2 separate regions of the Oryctolagus cuniculus genome follow, and region 2 is linked to region 1. Evidence: chromatin contacts called from public Micro-C data. All regions are on one chromosome and are shown on one strand. Each heading gives the region's core, a stretch centred on a gene start, on an enhancer-like site or on the middle of the called end of the contact. The rest is flanking DNA. Distances are from core to core; before and after follow the strand shown. Region 1 has its middle 84 kb from the start of LONRF1. Region 2 has its middle 59 kb from the start of LONRF1.

Region 1 (5,856 bases), core at 581-3,080:
GTGCTCAGCTACTCCCCCATCTGAGAGCCCACAGGGTGCTAAATCCTGGCAGATCACCCTTAGGCACCCACAGCCCAGATGCTGGGGGTGCCACATCTGCTGAGACTGTGTGTGGGACCTGGAGCCAGGCTGACACAGTCACATCTGGAGAAGAGCCTTGCTATAGGATCTTCACAGTGTCCTAAAGTCTCTGCAAAGACTTCTTCGTCTTGTGTAGTGCCAGCTGTGACGGAGCAGCTCCTCCTGAGTGCCGTGAGAAAGTGTTCTCGCGTTTGGATCTTCGTTCACTAACGTGTTTGGTTCCTAGTTCTTCTCTGATACAAAAATGGTGAATTTCGAGATGTTGGTGTATAACAGAAATGATGTTTGTTTTCTATTTTAAACAGAGGAAACAAAAAGGAATTATACCTCCTGTTTTTTTTTGTTTTTTTTTTCCATTCCGAAGTTACTACCAGTGTATTCAATGATGGACGACAGACTGGCACAATGCAGGGTGTTTCATTGCCTAGTTGACAAGGCTGCTTTTGAGAACTGGCGGCTCTATTTTGACACTATGCCTGTTTATATTCTGTGTTGGAGCTATATGGCGAGGTCTGATTCCTATGGAACTGAACACTCATCCATTTGTGCAAAATGAATGATGCTTAAAGAGTCCATGTTTTGCAAGTCACCCATGAAGCTCCTTAGGCCTTTTATCATTTATGTTGAAGAATGGTGGCTTGTTCTGTGTTTTTTATATTTGTGTCTAATGCATGTTTTAGCATGATAGACATGATGCATTAAATAGCTTTCTGGAGAAGCCGATCATTTAGAAATTGCTTTTCAGATCTTAAATAAATTTCAAAACAGTAGGGGGCAGTGTTTTGGTGCAGTGGGTGAAAGCTGCTGCGTGAGATGCTGGCATCCAATCTTGAGCACCAGTTCAAGTTCTGGCTTCTCTGCTTCTGATCCAGCTCCCTGCTGATGCCCCTGGGAAAGCAGCAGAAAATGACCCAAGTGCTTGGGCCCCTGCCACCCAAGGGGGTGGCCTGGATGGAATTCCAGGTTCCTGGTGTTGGTCTAGCTTAGCTCCAGCTGTTTTAGCCATTTGGGGAGTAAACAAGCAGATGGGCTATTATCTCTCTCTTTTTCTCTCTCCCTCTCTCTGTCTCTGCCTCTCTCTTTCCCTCTTTCTCTGTTACTCTGCTTTCAAATGAATAAAATAATTCTTAAAACAGATAAATTTCAAAAAATAAATGTCACCCTCAATGAATTCTTTTCTAAAAGATTTATAAATGCGCAAAAAATATTTGTGGAATGAGTGGCTGTATTTGTGTTTGTATTCAATAACTTTTAAAGTCCCACTGTGATATAGAAAAAAGCCACAAAGCACAACCTAAGCAAGGGGAACGTATCTGAATAGGAGTTCACATGGGAAGAAACTCAAGTGGTGAATAAACATTAAATTCAACCTCATGAGAAGCCAGCAATTAAACGAGTAATCCAGGCAGTAAGATTCACCAGTAGATATCCATAAGTTAACCTGAAGGATTGCTGATACTGTTGTGCAATAAGAATCCTTATTTCTTTTTGGAAGCATACACTGGCACGACTTCAGAGAGCAGCTTGCCGGCCTCTGGTAGGCCAAAGATGCCTGGACTCAGCATTTCAGCGATTCTGTCCCTAAGCATGAACTCTGGAGCGGTGCTGCTCCGCGGGGTGCTTTTGTCCCCAGAGGACATTTGGCAGTGTTTGCTCACGGTGTCTGCTTGCCCCGCAGTGAGGGTGAGGTGTTACTGGTATCTAGTGGGTAGAGGCCAAGGATATTGCTAAACACCCTACAATGCCTGAGGCAGATCTGACTAAGAATTATCCCATCCAGAATGTCAATAAGTGCTGAGGCTGAGAAATCTCACCCCAGAAGCATGACCAAAGATGTTGACAGCAGCACTATTTGCGATCATAATAAAACAGAAGCTGACCCGCAGTGGTTCTCCTTATCCAGGCTTTCACTCTCTGTGGTTTCAATTACCCATGGTCAACCCAGATCTGGAAATGTCACATGGAAAATTCCAGAAAGAAACAATCCATCAGTTTTAAGCAACTTTTCATAGAGTATATTGTTAGAGTTGCTTAGCTCATTATTCTGTTTTATTGTTAATATCTTACGGTACCTACTTTATAAATGAAATCTTATTGGTTTGCATGTATAACAATAAATTTAGCACGCAGAGTTTGACACTATGTGAGGTTTCAGGGTCCTGGGGTCTTGGAATGTGTCCCTCATGGATAAGAGCGGGACACAGCAGATTAAAGCCCCGGCCTACAGCCCCAGCATCCCATATGGGCGGCGTGCAAGTCCCGACTGCTCCACTTCTGATCTAGCTCCCTGCTGTGCACCTGGAAAAGCAGTGGAGGGTGGCCCAAGTGCTTGGGCCCCTGCCCCCACATGGGAGACCCAGAAGAAACTCCTGGCTCCTGGCTTTGTCCTGGCCTAGCCCCTGTCATTGTGGCCCTTTGGGGAGTGAACCAGCAGGTGGAAGACCTCTCTCTCTCTCTGTCTCTACCTCTTTCTGCAACTCTACCTTTCAAATAAATGAATCTTAAAAAAAAAATAGAGCAGATGACTGTTAGGTCTTAAAGTGGGGTACCACACAGCAGTTCACTTGAATTAATTATGAGTATGTATCAATAGAATGAATCCCAGAACAAGTGGTATGGAGAAAAATACAAGTTACAAAAGGATATGCACAAATCCAATGTTTCTAAGTCCGTAAGCCAGCCCAACAGTGTGGCCATCTTCACAATCACTCAGCCTGTGGTTGAATGCAGAGGGCTGCTGACCCTGCCCTCCTCTTCGCTCCACTAACCTTAGGCTAACAAGGCCTCAATTTTACCTGGTGCATTCTGTGTTTGAGAACAAAAACATCACAAATACAGTGAGAGAACTACCCACATCCCACCATTTCCGCCATCTCGGAGATAACCACTCTCCGGAAGTTGGAACCTTTTGGCTTTAATCATATATGTAGCAAGACACAAATTTGGAGTTATTTTTCTCTGTGCTTACATCCAGTAACCCTTCCCCCTGCAGCCTTATGTATAGCACTAGTTTTCCTAGTGATGAATTTGTTACTCAGTTTTAAGAGAGTAATGTGGCTTGAGAGGCTCTATACAAGCAGCCCCAGCGGTGAGAGGCAGCCAACTCCAATGCTTGTCTCCCCACGCCCAGTCCTTGCTGCTGGCCCCTATTAAAGAGTGATCTTTTGGAGCAAAAGCTCTCAAGGGGTTGACACGTAAATCAGCAGTTACACACATTGATTCCAGCTGTAGATCAAAAGAACCTTCTTCTCACTGGCACAGATCGCAAACCAGAATTTGGTCATCCAGAGGCCATTTCATCCTTACCCACAGAAGCTAACGCCCTGAGGCCTCCCACTGGCACCGCAGACTGGAGCCTAGGAGACAAGAGGGCTGCACGCAGCTTCTCCTAGAAGGAGGTTCTCGGAGAGTCCTGCGGGACTGAAGCGTCCACTTTGATCCCAGCATGTGTTCAGTAGAGTTAATTTAAAACCCCAAGCACGATTTGCATTTGGAAGAATGACAAGGAATTTCATCCAAAAATCGTCTCCTTTTCTGAAAGAGGGAAACCCCTCTTCAAAGGTTTGGCAAGGGGAGGGAGAGCTGAGATCTGGAGGAGACTGACTAAAAGGTTAAATCCTCCCACTTAGCCCTGTCCATCTAAGAAAAACGTATGCATGAAAAGTTAGTGCCACGCATCTGGACAGCTCAATCAAAAGACATTGTCAGTTTCATATGTACAAGATGCAAGGTTCTGGGTGTGGGGCGTGTGTGGAAGAACTAGCTGTGGCTCCTGAGCTCAGTATTCCCTTGTCTCAGAACCCACATGAAGATGAAATACCAGCGGGCCCAGAGAGAAGCAGAAATTCATTTCACCACGTTGAGGTATCACTGAAGGTCTACCTGCCGGATCTGCTCCTGAACAAATGGCAATGATAACAGCTCATTAGGGACCTGGTTAGCATTCGCCCACAAAACCTTTTTCTGCTTCTTCAATCCCGTAGATGTCACTCAGATATTCATTGTTGCCACAAGCTTTTTTTTTAAGATTTATTTATTTTATTTGAAAGGTAGAGTTACAGAGAGGCAAAGGCAGAGAGAGAGAGAGAGAGGTCTTCCATCTGCTGGTTCACTCCCCAGATGGCTGCAATGGCCGGAGCTGTGCCGATCCAAAGCCAGGAGGCAGGAGCTTCTTCCGGGTCTCCCACATGGGTGCAGGGGCCTCAGAACTTGGAGTGTCTTCTACTGCTTTCCCAGGCCAAGAGCTGGATCAGAAGTGAAGCAGCCGGGACTTGAACCAGCACCCATATGGGATGCTGGCACTGCAGGCAGCGGCTTTACCCACTACTCACAGTGCCAACCTGCCACAAACTTCTAAAAGAGGAAATGAGGGGCATAAATACAGAACAGAATAGAAGACAAGACTGATTTTTTTTTAATCCAAACACTTCTTTTCACTCTAAAAACCCCTTCCCTCTACTTCTCCACAAATTTCAGGCATCTCAACTTTTGTCCTCTTTCCTCAACTGGCTGTAGATATCTGGATTTCACTAAACAGAAAGTCAGCTGTTTGAATTCAGTTCTTTCCTGTGATCCAGACTTCTGAGCAGGAGGATGAAGAAAGTAGTCTTACTTTCACACCCAAAAGACAGGTCAAGAGGATGTCTGGGGCCAGTGTGGCCAGTGTTGTGGCTCAGCAGGTCATTCTGTGGCCTGAGATGCCTATATCCCATGTGAGTGCTGGTTTGAGTCTCAGCTGCTCCATTTTCTTTCTAGCTCCCTGCCAACAGTCCTGGAAATGAAGCAGAAGATGGCCCAGGTGCTTGGGCCCCTGCCACCCACATGGGAGACCCGGATGGGGTTCTGGGATCCTGGTTTTAGTGTAGCCCAGGACCTGGCCATTGCAGCCATCTGGGGAGTGAGCTGGCAGATGGAAAACCTCTCTCTCTCTCTCTCTCTCTCCCTCTCTCTCTCCTTTCTCTGTAACTCTGCCTTCCCCCCAAAAATGTGTTCTAACCATTAGAGCAATTCTATCCTTACAATTTACTCTGTCTTCAGCAATGATTTGAATAGAAAGTCTTTAAAGTAACATTCCTACTCTCCTAGACTTCATGAATGTACACTTACACCCAGGAGTGAATGGTTACTACCCCCACTCTATAGATGAAGATACTAATGTACCTAGTGCTCCCGGTTGGTCAGTGACAAAGCTGCAGTCCAGACCTGTGTCTGCTGACTCTGATCCTCATCCATTCAGCCACCATACTCACACAATGGTTTTACATGAAGCAAGGGCTACATACATTCAAGAAAAGTGTGACACTGGCACAGAGAAGAGGTGAGATTTCAGCAGGAAGGAAAGACGTCTAAGTGAGAAAAAGTCCAGACGTGAAGGGATAAAGATTTGAACAGAGGGGGTGACAGTGGGTAAAGAACTTTGGCCATTGGATGGAGGAGTAAAGAGAATTTAAAATGCCATCACATTTTCTACTCTGAGTGACAAACATCATTCATTCATCCAACTAGCAGTTATTGATGAATAGGTATTCGTACTAGATCCTGTGTTATGTCAGGTGTGATGCCAAGAGCTGGGAATAGTGGCAGGAGCAGGAATGTCGAGAACGAGAAGATGAGGGAGATTGCAGTGTAATGTCCGGTATAATGTCCAGCAGGCAGCAGAAAATACCAAACTCATTCGCCTAAAGATTTGGGCAATCAGAGACCACCAGGGGGCAGCACATGCCCAGTAATCAAAATCAAACAAGCCCAGCTACTACTATCTGAAAAAGGATTAAA
Region 2 (5,802 bases), core at 671-3,170, 140 kb after region 1:
AACTGGACTTGCTCTCTGGAGAATGGGTTCAGATCTCGCCCACTCCACAGGTCACAGCACGGACATCCTGGGATGGTCTGCTCCAGGTCACGCTGACTTCCTCGTCCGTGGGAATCGTCTGTGATCCTTCGAGCCTATGTCACTGACATCTGCATTTTCCTTTGAGAAGTCTTGACCGTTCCCATTCTTACTCGAGATCCATTGGAAACCACAGTGTCTTCAAGACGAAAAAAGAAAAACAAAGGAAAGAGAAAATAAAGTACAACATCAATACATTTCTTAATCTGCTTACCTTAGCTTGATTTATATTCTTATTTACAATCAAGTGAACCTTAACTCATTCAACAAAGTGAACTCATACATTTTTAAACCACGCCATATTTTTTTTTTAAGATGGGACTGTTTTTGCCTGAGAAACACACAAGAAAAGTAGCTTAGTGTTGATGGCATACTATTGCGGGAGAGACCTGAACTCCTGTGAAAGAGAGGAGCTGGGATTTGAATGTGAGGAAGGCTGAAGTTCGCGTGCACCTGGGCTCACATCTGGGTCAGGGTATGGAGCCAGCTCTGGGTCGCGAAAGGCAGGGAGGAAATGGCACGGATATTTACTTGCTAAACACTCAAAAAACGTAGACGGTGAATGCAGAGGGGGCCAAAAGTCGCTGTACACCAGGCCCTCTGCCTGCGTGTGAAGACAACTGCAGGAGCCCCAGTGCTCTCGCTGCCTGTGACAGCTTTGAACTCGTCTCACTTGGATTCAAGGGATGAGCTACTTCTCATGTTGGAATTCCTCTCGTAGGACAACTATACATACAAGAATTCTCTGGTTTAAAAACATAACTGGGGCTGGCGCTGTGGCGTAGCAGGTAAAGCCGCCTCCTGCAGCACCGGCATCCCATATGGGCGCTGGTTTGAGACCCGGCTGCTCCACTTCCAATCCAGCTCTCTGCTATGTCCTGGGAAAGCAGTGGAAGATGGCCCAAGTCCCTGGGCCCCTGCACCCATGTGGGAGACCCAGAAGGAGCTCCTGGCTCCTGGCTTCTGATTAGCTCAGCTCTGGCCATGATGGCATGAATCCAGGTTTGATGTGAGTCTTGGCTTTTATCTCTTGCTAGTCATTTGAGAAAAATTCTTAACCTCTATAATCTCAGTTTCCTTATCTCTAGAACAAAATACTGAAATAGTAAAAGAAATGAGGTTAATGACATTTGCCTGAGTTCAGACGAGATGATAGCTGTGAAGGCTTCGTAGAGGCCAGCACAAATGTGAGAGCTTTGCCACCGTAATTATGATGGTAAACTTTAAAATTCACAGTGCCAGCCAACACCGGCCTGTCACTCTTGAGGCTGTACCTATGGTGTCCCCTCATCTTCACCGTAATTCTATAGGGCAGTACACATATCATGACCATTTTCTAGAGAGGGAAACTGAGGCAGAGGAGAGAAAGAGATTCACAACTGACAATAAGGCCACAGCCCTGGTGGGTGTCAGAGAAAGGGAATTCGACTCCAAGTTGCAACTTGGATTCTTGATCAGTTCTAATCCTGAGAAACCTAATGCAAGGTGGGTATCAGACTCCATTTGACCGTAAGTTGCAATTAGTTCTACTGTAGCTTCTTCAGCCATATTGTGATTTTTTTTTGGCAAAAGTAACCAAAAAGACAAATGTATTCACAATTCTGAAGCAAAATACATGGTTTCATAATTTTTCCCTAAAAGTTATGTATTAAAAGAAATCAGGATGCCTGCCAAAAGGAGCTTTGATTCAAAGAGAAAGTCTGGAAGAGAAACGTAGCCAGCTTACGCATCGTTCCAAAATGGAAGAAAATCAAAACCCCAAATAAAAAGAACAACACAAAGGAAAAGAAGCCGCATGCTGATGTGTTTGTGTGGGCGTCCTCAGCCTCTAGGAGACCTCCCCATTCTCACTGCCTCTCACCCCAGCCCAGGCAAGCACTGAGGAGAAATGTCTGTGTGGCAATCCAGCTCAAGCCCCCAGCACAAGGGCTGTGTTAGGGACAGCATGATTTTATGGCAGACTCTCAAAAGCAGCAGGCAACAATTTAATTAGCTCAGAGCCAATAAATCTCCAGGAACCCCGGCGAGTCACTAAACCAGGAGCCTCCCCAGCAATTATCAGTGAGAGATGATTCGTGTAAACCGTGAGGCCCAACACTTGGCAATATGTAACAGAGGATGTTGATAGGCCTTTGAGAATGACGAGTGATGAGGAACGACAATGAGATGCAGCAGAATTAATTTCGCTAGAATCCTTGATTTAGAAAAAACACAAAGGGGCATAACATATAGGAAAACCCCAACTGATCAATGGTCAAATGATAGACAATTCCCAAAATAACTTCACAGCACTTTGTAAAGCTGTTGTTGTTTAAATGGAAAGCAACTGCATGAATATTTCACATAGGAACAGTACTAATCCCAGTGGGAATGGGTCACACTCGTGTGACTCATCTCCGTACTATTTATAACTATTCATCATCTCATTCCTTCGCTTGAATAGTTCCTTATGCTAAGCAGGTCTTGGAATCCATCCCCATATCTTATTAATGATGCAAAACCTTGCTTTGGGTGAAGAGGTGATTTTCAGCTCTGATTTGAGAATCTGTGAAGAGTTTGATCATAGAGTCTCATGAGATAAGCCGGCTGTGTGTGCAAACCAGGGTCCCTGCTGTGTCTCGCTCAGGACACACACTCCACCTGCACACATACTTTAGACACAGTGCTGTGCAACTAAAATCCAGCAAAAGCATCCTTGTGCTTCAGGGCTTCTCAACTATCTACAACAACCCAGAACCCTACGGTGAGGCAAAGAGAGGATTTCTCTCTAGAAAGTCACAAAAATAAGTTTACATTTTCAAGAGCAGTAGACTAATGCAGTGTTTTTTCACAGCATTTTTTTTTTTTTGACAGGCAGAGTTAGACAGTGAGAGAGAGAGAGACAGAGAAAGGTCTTCCTTTTCCGTTGGTTCACCTCCCAATGGCTGCTGCGGCTGGTGCACCGCGCTGATCCGAAGCCAGGAGCCAGGTGCTTCTCCTGGTCTCCCATGTGGGTGCAGGGCCCAAGCACTTGGGCCATCCTCCACTGGCCTCCCGGGCCACAGCAGAGAGCTGGACTGGAAGAGGAGTGACCGGGACAGAACCGGCGCCCTAACCGGGACTAGAACCTGGGGTGCCGGTGCCGCAGGGGGAGGATTAGCCTATTGAGCCGCAGTGCCGGCCGTGGCATTTTCCTAAGATTACACTCGTTGCTTCTTCTTTTTAGGATTCACTGTTTTTGTCCTGCTGACCGTGGGTTAGGTTTGGCTGTGAGTGATGGTATTTTAGTTTGTTTCCTGTTTCTGTCACAAAATAAACAGAATACCTGAAGCTGGGTACTTATAAAGAAAAGAGATTAGTTTTGTTTGTAGTTTGGGAGTCTGAAGTCCAAGACGGAGTGGTCCCATTGGTTCAGCCTCTAATGGGAGCCCCCTTAGTGATGTCACAATAGGACAGATTAAAGGAAGAGGAACAACCCTGTACTGAAGCAGCCAAGGGCATGGGTGGCCTCAGTGCCTGAAAAACACTCTCGGGAGAACTAACTTACTCTGAGAGACCAGCATGAATCCCTTCCAAGGGCACTGTCCCACTAACACAGCCTCCACACAGTCTTTCCCAGTCTCCACCTCCTCAAGGTTCCACACCAGGGACCAAACCCAGTGTATGAACTCTGGGGACAAACCTTAGCACATGGAATGTTCAAAACAATAACTTTTTTTTTAAGATTTTACTTATTTATTTGAAAGTCAGAGTTACACAGAGAGAAGGAGAGGCAGAGAGGGAGAGGGAGAGTGGGCAGGGGAGAGAGGAGAGAGAGAGAGAGAGAGAGAGAGAGAGAGAGGTCTTCAATCTGTTGGTTCACTCCCCAGTTAGCCTCAATGGCCGGAGCTGTGCGGATCTGAAGCCAGGAGCCAGGAGCCTCCTCTGTGTCTCTCACGTGGGTGCAGGGGCCCAAGCACTTGGGCCATCTTCTACTGCTTCTCCAGGCCATAGCAGAAAGCTGGATCAGAAGTGGAGCAGCCAGGTCTCGAACTCGTGCCCATATGGGATGCTGGCACTGCAGACGGCGGCCTTACCTGCTAAGCCACATCGCCGGCCCCACAACTGCTTAAATAAGATAGAAGAGTCCACATAGGTGGTAAAGGGTTTACTCAGTGTCCCACATTGACCCCGAGTCCTCTCTCTTGTGTTATGGCATCTGGAATCAGTTTTATGGGCCAGGAGGATAAAAGCCATTTTCCAGGCAGCAGGATGGAGAAAGAGTTGAATAAGAGGAAGTGGGCCCATTCACATAGTATCTTCAGAAAAAAAAAATGGTCTCATTAAAAAAAAGAAGAAAGAAAAAAAAGAGGAAAAATGGTCTCTGTGATGGTTCCAAAACATAGTCATGACATCCGGATGCTCCCACCCAGAGGTGGCACTTCTGCACATTTATTAACATATATTTATTTTCACTTTATTTGAAAGATGAGAGAGAGAATGAGAGAGAGAGACAGAGAGAGAGATCTTCCATCTACTGGTTCACTCCCAAAATTCCCAGTGACTGAGGTTGGACCCAGACCAGAGCCAGGACTCTGAAACTCACTCCAGGTCTCACAAGGGACCCAAGGCCTTGAGGCATCCCTGCTCTTCCCAGGTACACATTAGCAGGAAGCTGAAGTTGAAAGTGGGGCCAAGACTGGAACCCAGGCTCTCTCACATGGGAGGTGGGCACCCCAAGCAGCGTCTTCACCATTTTGCCACATGCTGCCTCCTTTCCTGAGTTTTAAAGATGCCCGGCACTACTTACTATCATGGAATTTCTTTTTTTTTTTTAAGATTTTATTTATTTATTTGAGAGGTATAGAGTTACAGCCAATGAGAGAGAGAAAGAGAGGAAGGTCTTCCTTCCGTTGGTTCACCTCCCAAATGGCCGCTACGGCCGGAACTACGCTGATCCAAAGCCAGGAGCCAGGTGCTTCCTCCTGGTCTCCCATGCAGGTGCAGGACCCAAGCACTTGGGCCATCCTCCACTGCCCTCCCGGGCCACAGCAGAGAGCTGGACTGGAAGAGGAGCAACCGGGACTAGAACCTGGCGCCCATATGGGATGCTGGCGCCGCAGGTGGAGGATTAACCAAGTGAGCCACAGTGCCAGCCCCCATGGAAATTTCTTATGAAAATATGTGGTTTTCTTTATTTTAATCACAGTGGCTATCCCTTTAGCCTATATAACCTGAAGAGAAGAGATGCTGTATTTCATGAATATTTAGTTTTTAAGAACCACACCAGTCAAACTTCATGTGTTTTCAAAGGCAAAAAAAAAAAAAAAAAAAAAAAAAAATCAGGGGAAGTGACAAACCTTAAAAAGAAAAAGCACTTACTGAATCCGAGGTAAATGTCTGCACTCTTTAAGGAAGCCCCACCTTATCTTTAGGTCTAAATGCATTGATGCTTTTATCTGGAAGAGGACTCTCTTGGAAAACCAGGGATTGACTGCAGGTGCCGTAAAGGGCGCCGCCTGTGTTGGGCATGAATTTCTTTAGCAGGTGTTTCTTTTGTATTTACCAAGTGGGGACAGGAGTGACAAACATGCCCCAGACAGAGTTCCTGTCCTCAGGAAGCTCACGGGACACTGACACCCAAACTCACAGTTGCTACACGCGGCGATGGGAGCATTTAAAAGCAGTGATGTACACACTGCAACAGAGCACGGCGGAGAAGCGGAACAACTGGCAAGGCAGGAGATTCCAGAAAGCCTCCAAGAG

What was found. Hi-C and Micro-C count contacts between places; a contact is called where the count stands out from the background.
Region 2: a contact with region 1 is called in a Micro-C map of ear pinna, with 5 times the contacts expected there. The contact joins two enhancer-like sites. A contact is called at or near these places in 3 of 6 Hi-C or Micro-C datasets (ear pinna, psoas muscle and an unstated tissue).

Annotation. Positions count from the first base shown.
Region 1 is chr2:77,903,866-77,909,721 of mOryCun1.1, forward strand. No RefSeq gene overlaps it. Among named protein-coding and RNA genes, the nearest start is that of LONRF1, 84 kb to the right of the region's middle. Within about 2 kb of position 1,831, at least 2 of the 8 cell types and tissues checked have an H3K27ac peak or open chromatin away from gene starts, as enhancers often do. A contact at or near this core is called in ear pinna, where this site is marked.
Region 2 is chr2:78,046,576-78,052,377 of mOryCun1.1, forward strand. No RefSeq gene overlaps it. Among named protein-coding and RNA genes, the nearest start is that of LONRF1, 59 kb to the left of the region's middle. Within about 2 kb of position 1,921, at least 1 of the 8 cell types and tissues checked has an H3K27ac peak or open chromatin away from gene starts, as enhancers often do. A contact at or near this core is called in ear pinna, where this site is marked.